Linked DNA regions of Mus musculus: all the other regions are linked to region 3. The links are chromatin contacts, called in public HiCAR-type and promoter capture Hi-C maps. All regions are on one chromosome and are shown on one strand. The core of a region is the stretch at or near the end of the contact, and the rest is flanking DNA. Distances in the headings are between cores, read along the strand shown. Region 1 holds the start of Limk2 (LIM motif-containing protein kinase 2). Region 2 holds the start of Drg1 (developmentally regulated GTP binding protein 1). Region 3 holds the start of Thoc5 (THO complex 5). Region 4 holds the start of Myo1g (myosin IG). Region 5 holds the start of Zmiz2 (zinc finger, MIZ-type containing 2). Region 6 holds the start of Ogdh (oxoglutarate (alpha-ketoglutarate) dehydrogenase (lipoamide)). Region 7 holds the start of Selenom (selenoprotein M).

The links. Promoter capture Hi-C pulls out the DNA fragments that hold promoters and counts their contacts. HiCAR-type assays count read pairs that join an accessible place to other places.
Region 1: a contact with region 3 is called in a promoter capture Hi-C map of liver, with 4 times the contacts expected there. The contact joins the promoter of Limk2 here to the promoter of Thoc5 in region 3. A contact is called at or near these places in 2 of 39 promoter capture datasets (embryonic stem cells and liver), 1 of 115 datasets of contacts at active chromatin or transcription factors (pancreatic cancer cells) and 1 of 9 other capture datasets (adipose tissue).
Region 2: a contact with region 3 is called in a HiCAR-type map of astrocytes, with 9 times the contacts expected there. The contact joins the promoter of Drg1 here to the promoter of Thoc5 in region 3. A contact is called at or near these places in 1 of 39 promoter capture datasets (embryonic stem cells) and 1 of 115 datasets of contacts at active chromatin or transcription factors (astrocytes).
Region 4: a contact with region 3 is called in a promoter capture Hi-C map of pre-B cells, with 2.6 times the contacts expected there. The contact joins the promoter of Myo1g here to the promoter of Thoc5 in region 3.
Region 5: a contact with region 3 is called in a promoter capture Hi-C map of pre-B cells, with 4 times the contacts expected there. The contact joins the promoter of Zmiz2 here to the promoter of Thoc5 in region 3. A contact is called at or near these places in 3 of 39 promoter capture datasets (cranial neural crest, liver and pre-B cells).
Region 6: a contact with region 3 is called in a promoter capture Hi-C map of pre-B cells, with 8 times the contacts expected there. The contact joins the promoter of Ogdh here to the promoter of Thoc5 in region 3. A contact is called at or near these places in 6 of 39 promoter capture datasets (the 3T3-L1 cell line, the C10 cell line, hippocampal neurons and 2 more), 1 of 484 Hi-C or Micro-C datasets (B cells) and 1 of 9 other capture datasets (liver).
Region 7: a promoter capture Hi-C map of liver shows a contact between it and region 3, with 3 times the contacts expected there. The contact joins the promoter of Selenom here to the promoter of Thoc5 in region 3. A contact is called at or near these places in 5 of 39 promoter capture datasets (the C10 cell line, embryonic stem cells, hippocampal neurons and 2 more).

What each region holds. Positions count from the first base shown.
Region 1 is chr11:3,407,972-3,410,704 of GRCm38.p6, reverse strand. Limk2 (LIM motif-containing protein kinase 2) reads left to right here and starts at 1,467. Exons shown (of 16, transcript NM_010718.4): 1 at 1,467-1,659. The coding sequence starts at 1,644. It overlaps Gm51879 (a long non-coding RNA gene), which reads right to left. Exons shown (of 2, transcript XR_003949624.1): 1 at 1,304-2,733; 2 at 1-958.
Region 2 is chr11:3,265,088-3,267,787 of GRCm38.p6, reverse strand. Drg1 (developmentally regulated GTP binding protein 1) reads left to right here and starts at 1,325. Exons shown (of 9, transcript NM_007879.2): 1 at 1,325-1,519. The coding sequence starts at 1,478.
Region 3 is chr11:4,893,918-4,896,617 of GRCm38.p6, reverse strand. Thoc5 (THO complex 5) reads right to left here and starts at 1,275. Exons shown (of 20, transcript NM_172438.3): 1 at 1,240-1,275. It overlaps Nipsnap1 (nipsnap homolog 1), which reads right to left. Exons shown (of 10, transcript NM_008698.3): 10 at 2,417-2,700.
Region 4 is chr11:6,519,633-6,522,332 of GRCm38.p6, reverse strand. Myo1g (myosin IG) reads left to right here and starts at 1,375. Exons shown (of 22, transcript NM_178440.4): 1 at 1,375-1,591. The coding sequence starts at 1,479.
Region 5 is chr11:6,393,852-6,396,551 of GRCm38.p6, reverse strand. It overlaps Zmiz2 (zinc finger, MIZ-type containing 2), which reads right to left and starts at 1,427. Exons shown (of 19, transcript NM_028601.3): 1 at 1,264-1,427; 2 at 874-984; 3 at 680-794; 4 at 118-320. The coding sequence starts at 923.
Region 6 is chr11:6,290,284-6,292,983 of GRCm38.p6, reverse strand. Ogdh (oxoglutarate (alpha-ketoglutarate) dehydrogenase (lipoamide)) reads right to left here and starts at 1,387. Exons shown (of 23, transcript NM_010956.4): 1 at 1,291-1,387. Gm46270 (predicted gene, 46270) reads left to right here and starts at 721. Exons shown (of 1, transcript NR_168687.1): 1 at 721-2,700.
Region 7 is chr11:3,513,401-3,516,100 of GRCm38.p6, reverse strand. It overlaps Selenom (selenoprotein M), which reads right to left and starts at 1,417. Exons shown (of 5, transcript NM_053267.3): 1 at 1,028-1,417. The coding sequence starts at 1,156.

The DNA.
Region 1 (2,733 bases), core at 218-2,717, 1.5 Mb after region 3:
GGGAAAATACAGCAGGGCCTCTCTCTGCTAATCATTAAGTAGCTTGTCAGAAGAGCCCCAAGAATTCTTTCCTAATTCAGTATATAATCTAGTGTTCCCTACGCATCAGATATCTCCTCAGAGGGAAGCCAGCAGCTCAAGTGAGTTCCCAGGAAGGAAGTCAGGTACAGCCCCCTCCCTAGCACTTGTGCACCCTAGGTCATATGAAGGCGCCACGGAAGAAACATCTAACTAGCAGCCACTTTTGTTAACAAAAGGCCATGCAGGAAGACAGAGAATTGTGCTGTTTTGTTTACCTAAGTAGTAGAGCCAGAGGCAGCTGATGGGAGAGTTGGAGGCAGGATTGGTTTCCTTGGGCTCCATTCCTACCCATTTCCTGATCCTCTGGACTCTTTTCCCATGTACATAAATCTGATGGAGGGAAGTAACAATTGTCTAAAACCGAGTGTCATAGTTAGGGTTCTAATGCTGGGAAGAGACACTATGACCACAGCAACTCTTACAAAGGACAACATTTATTTGGGGCTGGCTTACAGGTTCAGAAGTTTAGTTCACTATCATCCCGGCCAGAAGCATGGCAGAATACAGGTAGACATGGCGATGGAGAAGGAGCTGAGAGTGCTGCGTCTTTTTTTTTTTTTTTTTTTTTTTTTAGACGGTTTCTCTGTATAGCCCCGGCTGTCCTGGAACTCACTCTGTAGTCCAGGCTGGCCTCGAACTCAGAAATCCACCTCCCTCTGCCTCCCAAGTGCTGGGATTAAAGGCGTGTGCCACCACTGTCCGGTTCTTTCTTGATTTTAGTCACAGAATAAGATAACTATGTTAGAACATCTAGATTTTGGTTTTTTTTTTTAAATAAACAATCTAGAGATGATTTAAAACAAGAATATCTCAGCACTCAAGAAGCTGAGGCAAGAGGCTGGCAAGTTCAATATCAGTCTGGCTGCATTTCAAGACCCTGTGGCAAAACAAAAGAAAAAATAAAGCATATGAAGATTGTGCGTGGATTATAGACAAAGTTTACGCCATTTTCTATGAGACTTGACCAACCAGGGACTTTATATAAGGAGTGGGAGTCCTGGACCCAAAATTCCAGGAACCCAGGTATTTGGCCTCCATAATCTGCTCTAGGGAGCCTCATTTCCATATTGCCTTTGACACGCAAAAGTGGTTTCTCTTAGCTTCTTCGTGTTCACATTGCTGATTACAAACTGGGAGTCAAAAGACCTGTGATACCTACCCACGCTCTGCACCTGAAGAGCAGAGCCATTTTCAAGTAGTGTAGAAGGGCAACTGGACTAACCTGAGCGCCGAGGGTCCCCTGTGTTGCGACCTCCAGCCTAAACTGAATCACCCTGGTCAATCCGAACGCCTCTAGAGGTCGCCAGTCGCCAGCAGGCGCCAGAGATGCGGCAGAGTTCGCGCGGGAGGCGGGACGGGGCAGGGCGGGTCGTTAACCTAAGTGGGAGGGGCTCCGGGGCGGGTCCCCGTGCCAGGTGCGGTTTGGTCCTCCCAGGGCGCCGTAGGCGGTGCATCCTTCCGGCTGCAGGGGCAGAGACAGCCTCTTCTCTAGACCGCAGGCGGGCGCGGACCTGAGGCGCTGCTGCCGGGTGGTCCTTCCTGTGTTGTCCGCGCCCTGGACCATGGCGGCGCTGGCGGGTAAGAAGGGCCCATTCCGTCCAGCCCGCCGCTCGCGGGTTTCTGGCTGTCTGGTTTTTCTTGGGTCCGGAATCCTCAGCGAGAGCCTGGCAGGGTGGGGAGGATCGAACACAATGGTTCCCTCGGGACTTGAAGGTCTTGGGACTCTGGAAGTCCGAGCGCAGTCGTTCTAAGACTGAGGGCTCCTTGCGGCCGGCGCGTGGGGCGAATTCCCGCGAGGTGGATCCTCGGATCTGCAGACCGGGCAAGTCTCCTGGCTAAGGAAGCCGAGGCACCTGAGATTCTGAAATATGGGAAGTACAGGGTCTTCCAGAGTTCAGGACTTGAGATTCCGAGTTATCCTGGGTTCTAGGTTTTCTGTAGACCCAAAGTTCTCGAAGGTGTCTTTGGACTCTGGGATTGGGAGGAGTGGTTCCTAGAGATAGAGTATGAGTGTGGAGTTTATGATGTGGATAGGAAGACATCCGACCGTTCTTCCTGAGGCTCAAAGACCTCTGCCTCCTGTGGAGAACAGCTTCAAGTCTTCCTAGAGACTAGTTGAGTCCTCGCGTAGTCTCTGATGCCAGCAGATTAATAGCTCCGCACCTTGAGGGGAAGAGTTGAGTGAAGGAAATTTCAGAATTGGCTTAGCTGGGCCTGTAAATCCCTTCACGAATCATCTTGCAGCTTCCTGCCCCGCGGCATCATGAACTTTCTGCCGCCTTATTCCCAGCCACCGGTGTGAGTGGCTCAGTTTCTGGGTCTACCAGGGTCGACTTCCAAAAGTTTTCTAGAAAGGCCAAGGGAGAATTTTAGGGGTGGGGGAGGGACTGAATATGTGCCTCCACTTCCTGGCTTTGGGCCGGTGGACAGTCACTTCCTCCATCCTGAATTCAAGGACCGGGCCGCCAGTGGGTCACTTCCTCACTACGGGAACATGGAATTTCAGACCTTATTGGTGATAATATGCTCTGGAGAAGGAAAGCATGGAGCGGAAATTCGTCTGTCTCTTCCCTTAATTTTTTTTCCTGGCTGGTAGTGGTGATTGCACACCTGTAATCCCAGACTAGACAGAGCCAGGAGAATTGCTTGGTC
Region 2 (2,700 bases), core at 76-2,575, 1.6 Mb after region 3:
TTCAAAGTTACACAGTTAGATAAAAGAAAGTATGCACCCGTGTCCAAAGCCCAATTAAACAATTACACAAAGCAAATGGTCGGTCCCTCTATGTCCCTCATCATCAGACCCATAAACAATTCTCCCCTCAGGGTTCAGGGGGATCCTCCCGATCTAAGTGTCATGAGTGAGTCCTCGGCATTACAGGAAAAACCTTCCTATGGGAACCATTCTTTTACCTCCCTTTTTCTTTTTTTCCCTTTTTTATTTTATTTTTTTCCCAGTTTTTCGAGATAGCTTTCTCTGCCTTGACTGTCCTGGAACTTGCTCTGAAGACCAGGCTGGCCTGGAACTGAACTCAGAGATCTACCTGTTTCTGCTTCCTGAGTACTGGGATCAAAGGCGTGCGCCTCTATCATCTGGTTTATCTACATTTCCTAGAATGTACTTTCTGGCATGGTGTGTGGTAGTCGAGGGTTGCCTTGAACACAGGAGATCCTTGGTCTCAGCACCACCAGGAGACACACTCCGGTACTTTTTTTTTTTTTTTTTTTTGAGACAGGGTTTCTCTGTATAGCCCTGGCTGTCCTAGAACTCACTCTGTAGAGCAGGCTGGCCTCGAAGTCAGAAATCCGCCTGCCTCCCAAGTGCTGGGATTAAAGGTGGGTACCACTACCCTATGCCTCTCTAAGTGTATTTCTAACAAACAGCCTAGAGAGTATAATGATAAAAGGCACAGTTCTATTTGTCCATCTGACAAATTCGGGACTCACTTCCAGTCACACTACGCTTTAGTGGCTGTAACCTTATTTTACACAATAAAAATGCTTTTATATTTATTTATGCATTCCCTTCTAATTTGTGCTAACATAATTTCCAACTTTTCAACATGATAGCTTCTCCAAGTAATGGCTCTCTCTGGAAGAGCTCATTCGATCCACTAACTGTGGCTCGTTGAGTGCCACACTCCTTCTTTAGGGTTCCTGGTAAACAAAGGATCCCTCAAAAATTGTGCCCCCCACCCCTCTGAGTCTCTCTACAACCCCCCACCCCTCTGAGTCTCTCTACAACCCAGGAAGCCGAGGTCTGTCCTGATGAAGAAAGGGAGCTTCCAAGTATCTGCGCGCACTCTGATGGTCGCCGGGTTTAGGTGCACGCTGGGCACGGGAGTCGAAGGGGCGAGCGCAGGTCCGGCGGGGTGGGGCCGAGCTGCGCGCGACCCTCGGCGCGCTCCGGGAAGTTGGCCCGAGCGACCGCTCTGGTCACCTCACTGCGGGCTCTATGACACCGCGCTGGCTGGCGGGACAGGGAGGAGTCGGCGGAGAAGGCGGAGACCGCCCATCTCCGAGAGCGTCGGCGCGGACTTCTCGCGGAACCGTGTCGCGAGCTTAGCAGATCCCGCGCTTGCGCGCTGCAGTGGTGGCCAGAGGCGCGGCGGGCGCGAGAAGGGGGACCTAACCAGTGTGGAGGCTGGTGTGGCCTTAAGCCCTCCGCCACCATGAGCGGGACCTTAGCGAAGATCGCGGAGATCGAAGCCGAGGTAAAAGGCGCAGCCGGCGCTTCTCTCCTGGCCCTTCTGCGGCGCTGCGGCTCCTCCGGTGTTGCGTCCGCGGCGTCAGGGCCTGGCTTCCACCCCTGTGCCACCAGCTGCCATCGCCCCCGTAGTCTAAACCTGCGCTGCCGCAGCCCCGTCCCCATGCAGCCCCTTCCCTCAGTTCCTCGGGCCTGGGCTTCTCAGCTCCCATCCGCCAGCTCCGTCTCTGCGCAACCTCCCACATCCCACACCCAGCACTTGCTCCGGTTTTCGGCGCATGTCTCGACATTATTTCTGTTTTTCTTGCTTTTTTCTCTGAGCCACACGACTTCTATATCCCAGACTCCGTGATCCGATCACGGGCTTTGAGGTCTTGTCCCGTTATTCCTTGCCCACTTGCCACTCACTGGTGGTCCCCTTTTACACGCCGTTGGTTGTGACGGTAAGATCTGGGAGTAAGTAGATTGTACCTGGATGGCGCGTCATCCCTGAGACCTTCAGGGCTTTTTAAAGTCCGTAATGTGACACCCTTCTTTTAGATTGGGTACCGTAGAAACGAATCAGCAGATGCATTTTAATTCCCTCTGTGGATAGAAATTCGAATGACCGTGGGTCCTTTCACGTTGGGTCTCGTTTGTTTCTTTTGTGGTGAAGAGAATGAACTGGAGAGGGGAGAGGGAATTCAGTTTATTTTTATGTTTCTGTGTGTGTGTGTTCAGCATTACTTAGGGGAATCGTTCTGTTCAGTCATGGTTTCTGGGATTGAGTTTAGGTCTTCCAAGTTTGGCAGCAAGTGCACTTGAGTGTGTCTATCTGGCCCTGGATTTTTTCCCTCTCTCCCTCCCTCTACCTCTCTCCTTTGTTTGGAGACAGGGTCTTGCTACATACTTCTGGATGTCAGGGATCCCATTGTGTAGATCACGCTGGCCTTGAACTCAGACAGATCTGCCTCTGCCTCCAGAGTGCTGACATTAGCCAGGCTTGGTTTTTCTTTTTAAAAAATACTTAGTTGCCTGTATCCTCTTCAGTCTGCAGTTTGCTGGATGCTCGTGAATATGAGCCATTTGGTCTTCCCCTGAAGCAGTATTTCAATAGACAGTTTGTTCACCTTCACCTCTATTGTGGGCGTCTAAGGATAAAAAATAATTCTTAGGTGGAGCTCAGGAGGCCGAGGCCAGTGGTACACT
Region 3 (2,700 bases), core at 26-2,525:
AAATGGATTCTCTCTCAGAATCTTAGACAAGGAAACCAAGACAGAATTTATTAATAAATGTTTTCATCATACTATGTATACTATGCAGTTATATCAATATCATAAGACAAGTGGAAGCCATTTCCTATTTATGGCATGCAGACCAGACCCAAGTTTTCTTCTACCAAAGTAACTATAGGTTTAAAAAGTGACTGTGAAGTTGGGAATATTACTCAGCTGGTAGAGTGCTGGCCTAGCATACTCAAACGCCTGTGTTTGATCTCCTGGACTGCATAAAACTGTGTGGCGGGACATGCCTGCAATGAGAACAGGTCAGACTGAGAGCTGGCTGACGAGATGTTCCAGATCAGCTTTTGCTATATAATGTGTTCAAAAGTCAGTTTGGGCTACATAATAAAATCTCGTCTCCAAGAAAAAAGGGGGGAGGGGCGGATGGGCTGTGAGACAGGATAGTGGTAAATATCAGGAATCACAGAGCTTGAGTGACTGAGGCAGAGGGATCTTTACCAATGTGAAGCCAACCTGGACTACAGAAGCTGCCAGACAGACAGGACTATAGTGACTGCATTTAAAATCTTCATTAAAACGGAGCAGGTGGCACCTCTTCTTACTGCCCGAGCCCTTTGCAGTATAACTTAAGAAAAAAAATTCTTGTTTTCCTTTTCTTAGAAATTAAGATAAGCAAAATATTTAATGAAGCAAATACACTAAGTCCAGCCAGCTAGCTAGGAAATAGAGCGGACAACATAAAGAAAAGCCAAGCCAAGCTTCTTTGCCCTTGTAACGTCCGCACTTCGCGCTCTCAGCCTTTCTGCTCCAGCAATAAAAGCTCTTTTCTGCGACTCCTTGGAGTCTGGTGCGGCGCGACGATGGTAACGCCTCTCTCAGAGGACCGCAGGAGGCTGCCGGTGACAGGTAAACGAGTGGCGGACTCATCTGACAAAACCCACAAGGGTGGCACGGAAAACCCGGGAAAGCCAACCGCCACCCAGGAGCGTTTGCCACACGCCCAAGAGGACCATCGACGAGGGTCACCACCAGCAGCAGCACTCTCGGGAGACTACAATGGGGACAGAGGATGCTGCTCCGGTTAGTTCCTAGAAAACCGCCACGAGCCTGGGGGACCCCGACAGGTGAGGACCCCAGCCCGCGGACACGCTCCGTGCCGTCTGCACATCAAGCCCGGATCGCCCAGCGAGGACCTGCAGCCCCAGCCAGCAGCCCTCTACCCTCGCTCACCAGAATGCTCCTCACGCCTTCCAGCCGGGTAGCCACTTCCGGCTCGCGACCATAGAGAAGCGGAAGAAGAGAGCCACAGGCCGGAAGTGAGACACGAAGGCCAGATGCAGCTTGGGAAGCAAGGAAGGGGCGAGTCTAGTTCTATTAAGTTGGGAAACTGGGGCGATAATGTCCAAGTCTGTGCTTCGTGCCCCTTCACCGGAGTGTGAATTAGTGGGCCCTCCGCCGACTCACTCGAGTGAGTTTGTGGTATCTCAAGAAAGCACAAGTGTCGCTGTGCTATCATTTGAACAGGAGTGGATTTTGTCTTCTGACTTTGTTCAGGGCCTCACTACATAGCACACTTGCGGGTCTTGAACGCTATATAGATCAGGCTGGTCACTACGATCCGCCTGCATTGGACTCGCTGGACTTAGGCAGGTGTCACCATGCCTGACTCTTCTTTAAATTTTTGTTTTGTTTTTTTTAGATTTATTTATTTATTATATGTAAGTACATTGTAGCTGTCTTCAGACACTCCAGAAGAGGGAGTCAGATCTCTTTACGGATGGTTGTGAGCCACCATGTGGTTGCTGGGATTTGAACTCTGGACCTTCAGAAGAGCAGTCGGGTGCTCTTACCCACTGAGCCATCTCACCAGCCCTTGTTTTTGTTTTTTGAGACAGGGTTTCTCCGTATAGCCCTGGCTGTCCTGGAACTCACTTTGTAGACCAGGCTGGCCTCCAACTCAGAAATCTGCCTGCCTCTGCCTCCCAAGTGATGGGATTAAAGGCGTGTGCCACCACCGCCCCCCCCCCCCACTCTAACTTCTTGATACTATCGGAGTCACTACACCCAGAAAGGAACTGAGGCAGGGGCATAATCCTATATTACACCTGCTTCCTGCTTCACTGTTTTGTTTTGTTTTGATTTTTTATTTTCCCCCAAGACTCTAGTGCAGTACCTGTAAGCTTCAGATGTTTCCTATGCCTGGCATTTCTGGAGTAAATTCTGGTTGTCTGCAAACATGAACATTGAATACCTTGTGGCGCCGAAACAGCTCCTTTTCTTGCTCTGGGACGAAGATGAAGACGGTCTCCCTAAGAGATCAAAGCCAGTGTAACCCTCAGCCAACTGGAAGCTGCCCTGCCTTAGACAACTACTGAGATTCCTTGTAGATGAAGACAACACCACAACGTACAGTAAATATTTAATTTGGTTCCATCAACATTCTCCTGGATGGTAGCACAACCATGCTAAGCAGGGGTTCATGAGGTACCGGGGTCATTGAAGAGACCCCAGAATCACAACCTACTCCACAGACCTAGTGTTTCTGCAAAATGAGGGTTTGGGGGACAATGTCAAGAAGGGAAAGAAAGAATTTGATGGAACTATAGGTCTCAGCCTGTGTTTTTGCCTGTAGGAAGGAAGAAGTACAGAAGAGCTGAAGCACAAATTCAAGTTTTAACCACATTATGTAGG
Region 4 (2,700 bases), core at 126-2,625, 1.6 Mb before region 3:
ACCTGAGTGGTCGCCTAGCCATTTTTCAATGTACCACTAATCTACAAGCTCAACCATAAGCCAAGACCTGTGAGAGCTAAGATGAGGCCCCAGAGCTCCAAGAGTTAATGGTTTTATCTCAGAGGCTGGATGAGAGAACGAAGCTGAGCATATGCAAGAGGGTCCTACCAAAGGCTAGCCCACTAGAGGGCTGGAGAGTGTACTCTTCCGCTCCCTTGTCACTGTGGGGAGGAATCGCAGGGTGCCGAGTCCCCACCACTGCCTCATCTGCTGGGTCAGGCAGGAAGTCTTTATGGTTTAAACTCTATTGTGGCCACCCCTGGCTGATGTTGAGCTCTGGGGCAGCGATGTTCAGCTGGGTAACCACGAGAGGCCAAGAAATATCTGTTGGCACGCCTTTAATCCCAGCACTTGGGAGGCAGAGGCAGGCCGATTTCTGAGTTCGAGGCAAGCCTGGAGCCTGGTCTACAAAGTGAGTTCCAGGACAGCCAGGGCTATACAGAGAAACCCTGTCTCGAAAAACCAAAAAAAAAAAAAAAAAAAACCAAAATAATAATAATAAAAGAAATATCTATTGGGCTAGAGAGATGGCTCAGAAGTTAAGAGCACTGACTGCTCCTGCAAAGGTCTGCAGTTTACGGCCACCCAGCCCTCTAGCCCTCTGCAGACACCCAGCATGCATATGGTGCACTTATACATGTAGACAAAGCACTTGTACACAAAATAGATGTTTAAAACGTTTTAAAAGAAGCATCCTGCCAGGCGTGGTGGCACATGCCTTTAATCCCAGCACTTGGGAGGCAGAGGCAAGTAGATTTCTGAGTTCAAGGCTGGCCTGGTCTACAGAGTGAGTTCCAGGACACACAGAGAAACCCTGTCTTGAAAAACCAAAAAAAGAAAGAAAGAAAGAAAGAAAGAAAGAAAGAAAGAAAGAAAGAAAGAAAGAAAGAAGAAGAAGCATCCTTTCTTACTGAGCCTGGTATAATCCTAGCTACTTTGGGGAGGCCAGCTTGGACTACAGAGATAGAAGAAAGAAAGAAAGAAAGAAAGAAAGAAAGAAAGAAAGAAAGAAAGAGAGAGAGAGAGAGAGAGAGAGAGAGAGAGACGGAAAGAGGGAGGGAGCAAAGGAAGGAAGGAAGACAGACAGACAAGGGGAGGGAGAATTCCAGCCTGCCCGTAATCTTTGGAGTGCTTGGGATTACAGACAGGTATGGCCAAACCTAGCTTGGGAAGAGCTTTAAGGAAGCCAGTAAAGACCCCATCAGGACAGACAGTTAGGCATGGACCTTGTGGGCCAGGGAGCAGGAAGCAGTGTCTGAAGCACCAAGGCAGGGGAGTAGCAATGGGCAGGGCCAAACTCCCCGGGCAGAACCCACTTCCTACTTTACTGAAGTACTGCAGTAGTCAGGCAGGGCTGGGCCTCCCCTTTCTGCCTTCCCCTTCACCTCTGTACAGAAAGCTCTGGCGACCTGCCTTGGATGCTTGCAGTGGGCAGGATGGAGGACGAAGAAGGCCCTGAGTATGGGAAACCAGACTTCGTGCTTTTGGATCAACTGACCATGGAGGACTTCATGAAGAACCTAGAGCTCAGGTAGATGTGAGGTGGGGGTGGGGATGCGGTACTGGGCTTCTTTCCTTCCTTTCCTCCCTTATCATCCACACAGACCTGAGAGAAGCCCTGAAGGTACCCTGGTCCCATCGTCAGGAATGGGGACAAGGCTACACATACCTAGACAATACAGGCTGAAATGATAGCATCTCCAGGAGATAATGGCCACTCAGAAAGTAACCAGCTGTCAGGAATGGAGCTGCCCAGCCACCCTCACAACACCCTGGTTGACAAGCCCAGAGTCCTGAGGAAGACAGGCAAAGGCATGGGGACCAGGAATGTACTGCATCTCCTCTCTGTCACCTGCTGATGCTTTCCCCCTGGGTCCCATGTGTGACCCGACTTGAGTTTCCTTAGGAACTCCAAAATGAAGTGCCCTCCACCCCAGAATCGCAATAATCGAAGCAAGCTGATATGATGCTGATATGATGTTCTGGGTTGGGAGTTGTTCATGGGAGGGGTCACAGGCTAGGACTAGGAGAATTGACAGTGCAGCCTGCTTTCTCACTGAAAAAAGCAGGGAGGGGTCCAGGAGCTAGAAGCACAGCATGTTAAATGGCCTTGTGTGCGGCTGGACTTCATACACACCTCCTAGGGAGGATTGTTGTGTGCTAGGAAGCTCCTTAGAGAGCAACTGGGGACCAGGAATCTCACTAGGTGCAGAGATGGAGGTCCTAGGCTGCCACATGGAGAGCTTTATCCAGGAAATGAGTTCAATGCTTTGTTAGACTGCCTCATTCTCTCGAAAAGCAAGCTCACAAGCATGCCCTCCATGCTTTGTATGCTGAGCCGAGGAAGACAGTGGCTGCAGGTCACAAAACTTGTAGTCCCAGGGCGTGACTTGTCAGAGGGGGCAGAGAAAGAGGAACCCTGAAGAGGCCTGCCTGGGGTTGAGCGGGCCCCACACACCGAGAGGACAGTTGGGGCCCCAAGGAGGCTAGTACTCCTCCCAGAGCACAAAACCCAAGAGAGGTACAGCCCTAGGTTCCTGCTTCTAATATGGTTAGTAAACGGAAGGGTGGAGGAGTTTGAGATGTGCTGGAGAGGGACGGTGGCCATGGCTGGGGTTGCAAAGACTAGCAAATCACCAC
Region 5 (2,700 bases), core at 178-2,677, 1.5 Mb before region 3:
TTCTTCCATTCTCAACAGAACTTCCACTGTAGCTACTAGAGACAGTAGGGGAGGAGCAGGCAACATCCAACCCTTCTGCAGGACTGACAGGCTGATGGTTTCAAGTCACTGGCTTACCCAGTAGTGAAGCTGGATCCCCCAGGGTAGCTCCCTCGGCCATACACGCCTTGCTGTACGTAGCTCTTGCTAGCACCTCCTTCAGCAAACGCCTGCTGTCCCAGGCACTGCGGGGAGGTCAAGGCAGAGCTGCCACCTGCCACACCAGGCATCATGGAACCACCAGGGGGGCTTCCTGCAGGGCCCATGGGGTTCCCTAAAACCTACAAGGAAGTGGGAGTCACCAGAGAGAACCAGCCAAACTACTGTCTTTAAGACACAGCCCTAAAGTGCTAGATGCCAAGAGATGCCCAGCAAATGGGGGAGGACCTGGGTGGCAGGAGTGGTTGTCTATAGTTCTGACTGGAAGGGTCTCTGGAGCCAGGGGAAGACATCCCATGGTAGTACAGAAGAAAGGCACCTAGTGACTTGAGACCCTCAGGAAGCCCCATCCTTGTGCTTCAGACAGTCCGCTTGGTCCCTGGTTCTTGGAGCCCTAAGATGGTAGAGGCACCACCAAGACTCTGGATCCTGAGGGCTGGGGGGTGGGGGTGGGAGTGGGGTGGCCCTGATACACACTCACCTGGCTCTGGGTTGCGTTGCCAACTCCCCACACAGTAGTGACCACAGACAGTGACCCAGCTGGCTGAGTGGCACTTTGTTGCCAAGGCACAGACTCATATGCAAATGAACCATCACTAAAAGAGAGCAGCTGGTTAAGGCAGGGTCAGAAGGCCAAGGGCTTGCTAGAGGCAGGCCACAGAAGCCCACACTCACCCGTGTGGTGCAGGGGGCAGGGCGGGTTTCATGGGGTTCATGGGGTTCATTGGTGATGGAGCAGCCTACAGGCCCAATGTGCTGGAGCTTATCCGGGAGTTGCTGCTCCGGCTGCGGGACAGGAGGGAGAAGGCAGGAGCTTAGATGCTCATGGTAGCACGGACAAAGCCAGGGTAGTAGCGTTGGCAAATGTCAGCCCAGAATGCAGTGCAAAGCAACTCTAACAAGGGCTCTGTCATCTTAAGCCATTGGATCAACCCTGGAAAGGGCTTTCTGATATCAAATACTTCCCACATTCCCTTTCCCATATAAATCATAGGAAGCCAGGAACCCTCAGCAGGCCCTGGAGAAGGTCAGAGGGGTAGCCCCCACCCTGCGGAGCCCAGAGACCTGAGAAGGAGCAGAGCTTGAGTGTTCTTTGAGGCAGATGCTGAAAAGTCAGGCAGCAGATGTACAACGGCAGTCCATCCACCAGGTTGGCCTTAGGGTGGCTGTACCGACACGGCTGACACAGGACACAGGCACTGACCCAGCCCCTGGTTGGCAGCTCTCTCCTATCAAGAGGGTGGCAGAAGGGCTTCAGGTCACAGGACCTTCAAGCTGATCCAGACGACTTGAGGGGAGCAGGCGTGTGTGTGTGTGTGTGTGTGTGTGTGTGTGTGTGTGTGTGCGCGCGCGCGCGTGCGTGCATGTATGCATGCATGTAGGTGCACACACACACACACATACACACACACCCCTGAGACAAATATGACCTTAAGTATATGGTCAAGTGGACATCTTGCCCCCCCCCAAAGACCCATCTGTGACACTTGTGAATTCCCAACATGGCAGTGACACACACAGCACAGCAGGTGTGGGGGGTAGTCACAAAGCCAGACCATGCTAACGCACATCTACAAGATGGGACCAACTGGGCTTCATTCTTAGAAAACCGTAGCAGTGGCTGGTGGACAGGGAGGCAACAGCAGGTAAGAGCAGCGACTGGTACAGAAGACTCCCACTCCTTGCCTTTCTCAGTGCCTCATCCACTCAGGTCCTAATATACCCTGGACCACATGCGTGCCTACCTCTGCTTGGTCTCACCAGAATGGCACACAAGCCATGTGTTGGGCACTTCTCAGGGACCTCTGGGAAGGCCTGGGTGCTCCTGTCTGAAACCCTCTCTTGGTAGGGGCTGTGTGATTGCCACACATACCTTTTGAACCATTATCAGATCTGGTGATTTCCATCTTCCACTCAGCACTCACAAGCCTCTTGTCTAGGGGAGAGAGGGGTATCGCAGCACCCACTCAGCTCTGGAACAAACATTTCTTTGTGCTTACCACTCAGGGCTCAGTACAGACCTGGAGGCTCTGCAGGGCAGGGCTACACACACAAAGCCCCAGAACGGATAAGAGAAAGAGAGAAAAGGGGACTGTGACTTGCCCTTGCCTGGGCAGCCTTAGGCTCCCAGAGATCCTTCTCACACCCAGCACCAGGCTACCAGGGAAGAGAAACCTCATCCACCTCATCCACAGGCTCTGTCCCCTGGCCCTCAGAGGCAACTACACTTGATTCTAGCCCAGGCCAGGTCCTGCCTAGGCAGCTGGAGACAGAATGTGCCAGACTGGCAGCAGAGGCTGGCATCTATGTTGCTCCTGCTGGATCCTGGCAGCTGACCTGGTGGGAAGAACTCCTCCCAAGATCTGACATGTGGGGTCTGGAACAACCATGTGGATGTCAGGAAATAGGAACAGGAATCAAGACAAAAGCACGACTTAATGGAAAAGAGAAGAGATGGGAAAATAGCCACACAAATACTCCCAGAGACACCAAAGCAATTCA
Region 6 (2,700 bases), core at 138-2,637, 1.4 Mb before region 3:
ACTTTCCTAACGCCACCTACTAATCTACCTGGTTCCACCTTCAAGGGCAAGGCTAGAGGATCAGACAAACAGAGGAACTCCAACGGTGTCCTCTGCTCAATGTCAGAGCACAGGATACACAGACACAAGTAGGGCCTGTAAGGGCAATGAAATCCACAGAAAAGCTGGGGGAAATTTTTACTTCTATTTTTAGTTACACGCTTCTACTTAGGGTGATGAAGACCAGTTGCACATTCGCAATAGCTTCACTATATACAGATAACACTTACGGACGTAGAGACCTCCATCGAATACAGGTTGACCCCACTGACCCCACTTGGGCCTGTAGAGGTGTTCCTTGAGTGACCTTTTGACGTCAAGGATCTAAAACTCCACCCTCCAATGATGCTTAACGCCGCCATTTTCTGATCTTACAGTCAGGAAGTTGAGTTACGCATGCGCACAACACCTAGCCCGTCACTTCTCATTACCTTTAATCCCTTTTCCACACCTCACCCTGCTCCTTCACCGTGTAGATACTCAAATGCCCTACACTCCGCTCTCCTGTCTTTACATGGTATCCACGTGAGGATTCTTGCCGAACCTGTCACTTCAGAGACTGGCACACTGCTCGGTGGGCAAAAGAAACATGATCTGGTAACTCATGCGAGGGCACAGTAGCAGGCTTCCCAGTCACTCTGGGTATAACTCACATCTGTCACACACTCTCGCGAGGAAAGCGGTGCGTGGATGGTGTTTCTAGGGAAACCAGTGTCACCTTGGCCGACAGCCTGGTTTACCTCATACCGGCAGGTGGGGCTGCCGCAGGCACCAAGGTCAGCGCCGTGTCCGGGCACGGCGAACACAAGGACGGCGGCCTGCTGGGGTCAGCGCACGCAGGACAAAAGAACGCGCGCGGGCCAGAGGGAGCGACCGGTCCACGTGACACGCCGCGACCTTGGGGCTCTCCCGGGCCGCCAGGCCACCTACTCCCTAGCCCGCCACCTTCGCGGCTCCGCCGCCAGAGCCAATAGCGCTCGGCCCCCCGACCCCCGGCGCAAGTCCGCGTCCGCCAATCTCCGCCCGCCTGGAGGACCCTGCCACGCCATTGGCTATAACGTCTGTCCGTCAGGTCTCGTCCCCCGCCCACCATCGCCGCCCTCCGCCAGCCCGGCTCTGTCCGGCTTCACGCCCGTCACTCAGGCACTCCGGAAGCAAGGACGCATAGGCCTCACCCTCGGCCGCGAGCTCCGGGTGTCAAGCGCCGAGCCTCCCAGCCCTGGACGGAGCCCGTCTGCCGCACAAGGTTACCTGTCTCCCGTTCAGCTCCACCCGAGTGAAGCGCCGACACCACTCCGGGCTCCAAACTCTCAGCCCCGCCCCGGCGTGTGGCGTCAACGCGTAGCCCGGCCCCAGAGGAGCGGCCTGCAAGACAGGCTGTGGGCGTGACGTGACGTCACAGAATTGGGTTTCAGTCGCTCGCTCGGGCTTCGCGCCAATGCAGAACTTTGCATCTGGCCAAAGCCAGCCTGTTGCTCACTGTCTTTCGGCTGTCATTAGCAGTTACACGGGAGACGCTTCCGAAGCTTGTTAAGAACCTGGTACATTCAGGGCGTGGGATGCCGTCTGATAATTGAAGCGTTTGGCGGGCCGAAGCAGGAGCGCTGCGACTTTGAGGCCCACGGGCTTTGTATCCAAAACAAGCTGCCCTAAATAATAGTTGGGTTGGTAAAATGTATCCCTGCACAAAATAATTTGAATAACATGAGTGACTATTTTGAACACTTGTTTTGCAGCAGTCCTTATGAAGATTAGTTAGCGAGGTCTAATGTGACTTGGTTGTCATGCGACTTGGGTGTTCCTGCTAGTATTCTGACAGGAAGCTGTGCTGGGGTCCCCCTGGATCTTCCTGGCTCCAGAGCCTGCTCTAAACAGACAAAATCCACTAGTTAACCTGTTACACTTCACTAATATGAAATGTTCCCCGTGTCAAAATGTTAAGCCAGAGCCTGGCTGTGTGAGTGCACACCTTAAAGCAGAGCACTCAGAAGCAGAGGCAGGCTCATCTCTGAGTTTGAGGTCAGCCTGGTCTACAGAGAGAGTTTCAGGGCCACATAGAGAAACCCTGTCTTGGGAAACAAAATAAAAAACTAACAAAAATATTCAGCCAGATTTTGCAGCACACACCTGCAATTTCAGAACAGAGAAAAACTGACCAATTGGGAGGTCAAGATGGGCTACATAGAGTTCTTGTGGGCAGCCTGGGCTACACAGTTGGATCAGGTCTCAAAAAGGAGAGTGGTTCATTTCATACTCATGTCTTTTGTTGTTGTTGTTTGAGACAATGGCATGTAGCTGAGGCTGGATTCAATTTCATAATGTAGGCTGACCTTGCTCTGTTTCTTTTACCTGCATATACCAGGTGCTAGGACTATAGCTATAAGTCCCATGCCCAGCTTCATGCTCATGGCCTTTAACTCTCCGCTTGTTTCTCTTTTTTAGCAGAGTAGTTTTTGATGGACAGCAATACAGACTGTCAGTTTATCCTTGCTATGTATGGCAAATGGCACCAGTGCTGGATGAGCTGGCTGGAGAGTCCTTTTGCTCTACTGAAATAGAAGTCACAAGTAGTCACAAGTATGCCAGAAGCTCTTCAAGCTTTGGTAGCAGTGATAGGCCACAGTACAAGGGCAGAAGCATCAGCAATGGTACACGTGAGTT
Region 7 (2,700 bases), core at 168-2,667, 1.4 Mb after region 3:
TACAGGTTGGGAAGCTCAGGCCTAGAGCCACAGGTAAAGAATGAGGGAGAGAAACCAGCCATGGGTCCCTGTCTGCATGTTATTGATAGCTGACCAATGCCCAGGAGACATGGGTTACGGCATTCTCCCTGTTGTCGGTAGAATTCTAACCCTGGCCTTTGGCCCTTGAGACGAAAGTCAGACTAGAAGGGAACAGCTCAGAACTACCCTAAGGGCCCTGTTAGAGGCACCTGCCATCTGGTCCCTACCCCACCCCATGCAGAGGCAGCCCTGCCAGCCACCTGTGGTTCAGCTTCAGGAACCATCTGGCTGATCTTCCCTAACTTGGGAGTATGGATGGTCCTTCTCTATTCCTGATGGGAGGCCGCAGCCCAACAGGAAGTCCAGACCTCCCTATTTCAGGCCTCCCTTACACTTCCTTTTGTTAATTTTTTTTTAAATTAAAAATAAACCAGCTAAGGCCCATGAAGAGTCTGCAAACATAGGAATCACTTAGGAAGACTCCAGGGGAGTCCTTTGGCCGGCAGGTGGTGGTGGTCCAGGGTGGCTGTGGACTGTTGGTATCTCATTTCCCTATCCTCTCCTCCAGCTCCAGCAGAGTACAGTGAGGGGAGGAGCTTAGGTCTTTTCTCCCCACCAGAAGAAAAGAGATTCTGGAATGCCAGGCACTAAGTCTGGGTGGGGGGAGAAATAATGGGGAAAGGTGAGGTTATCCTTAGAGAAGGTGGGTTCTAAGGGGCCAGTTTTCAAAAAATTATAGCCAGAGACCCACGGTAGGGCCAAGCCTGGAGCAGAGGCAAGGGTTCAGAGTGCCAGGCCACAAGGACGAGACTTCTTACTTCCACAGTAGATGCTGTTCATCATGCGGCTGGGAAATAAAAGGAATGATTCCCGGGCCGTGCAGGAGGGAAAGGGGGGGGGGGTGTTTCGGGAATTCTGGTATTCCTGAGGCCGGACTATATTCTTGGGATAAGGGGCAGCAAGGTTGTGGAACTGTCGTACTAAGGTTGGGAAAAGGCGCACTCACCTCCACCCGCCCCCTGGCCAGGCCTCGAAGACGGTTCCAATCCGGTCGGTAGTTGGTGGTGGAGGTGGCTGGAGCCACAAGGGCTGCAAGAAGCAGCAGCAGCGACGGCGGCGACAGTAGGATGCTCATCTGTGCCTGGCAGGAGACGTTCCGCAGGCTGCACCCAAACTCGGCCGCTGCGCCACGTCTGGCCCGCAAGCTGGCCCCGCCCAAGCCAAAAGCTCCGCCCAGCCATAAACCACGCCCCCAGAGCTAGAAACAGCCCCACTGACATCCCACCCAAATCGGGTGGTTGCCTCCCACTAACCCCCATCCCTGTCTCAGCTACTCTCTGGTCCTCCAGACTTCATGTTCCCAGTTCTCACAATCTCCATATTGCATTTGCCCACTAAGTGTGAAACGCTCCCGCAGGATGCCAGGAGACAGCACTACTTCGCGTCACCAGAGGGCGCAGGAGGTTCGCAGATGGACACAAGGATTTCTGGGTCAGAGAGTTAAGATAAGGAAGCAGGAACCTAGGAGATCTCCTTTATACGCTTTTGATGTCTTTGAACGAAATTCCGATCAAAGCTTCAATTCCCCAAAGCACACGTTGTAAGCGAGGACCATTACCTACGCCCCGCTCAAGAAAGCTCAGAGGGTAAAAGCGCTTGTTATGACAGCCTGACTCCTGAGTTTTATCCCTGAAACCTAAAAAAAAGTGAAAGAAAAACAGCAATTCCCACAAGTTGTGCTCTGTCCTCCACAGGCGTCCCCAACCGCTCACCATGGCATGTCCGTGCCTGTACAGGCACACGCGGTGCACACACACATATAATAATAATAATAAATATAAATTCTTACAAAGGAATACTACCTATCCTTTTTTACCTAGAAAAGGCTGGGAGGGTTAATATACACAATGCATCTCATTAGAACAGTATCTGGTCAGAGATGGTACACACCAATCTCCTACTGTCCTTGAACTCAAAGCAATACTCTTCACTCAACCTCCTGAGGGCAGGGTGATTAGGACAGACTCTGGCTGTGTTACCTTCCATTATTAGCTCTTCCCCTTCCTCATCACAACGGCCCCCTCCAGCAATGAACTCCGTTTTGCAGATTAGGAACTGTTTCAGAAATGTAAAATAGGCCAATTCATAGATCTGGATTTGAGCCCCAAACACCTCTGTGGATCATCTCCCTGGACCAAGGAGGAAACAGGTGGCACTCCATGTCCTCATGCCTTCAGCAGACACAGCAAGTACAATCAGTTTTTTGTCACCCTGGATTTAACCAGTCTCAAGTTGGAAATATTAGGAAGTAAAAACTGCCTCTGTACTGAACATGTACAGACTCTTTTCTTGTTGTTATTCCAACCAATAGAGCATTACAACTATTTATAGCATCTGTATTGTATTAGGTGTTATAAATTATCTAGAAATGATAGAAAGTACAAGATCAGGCCACACGGGCTTTAGGAAAATACTAAGCCATTTTATCTATGGATTTGAGCATCCTCATATTTCGAGTTTTGGTATGGAAGTGTGCCCTGGAACCAATCCCTGGCAGACAGCAAGAACACGCTGTGCCCTTTCCCACAGGATTCAGAGAACCTTGTCAACACTGAGCCAACGCTGCTTGTGATCCAAGGTATTTTTACCTTTCTGGGCTTATTCCACCACTTTTAAAAT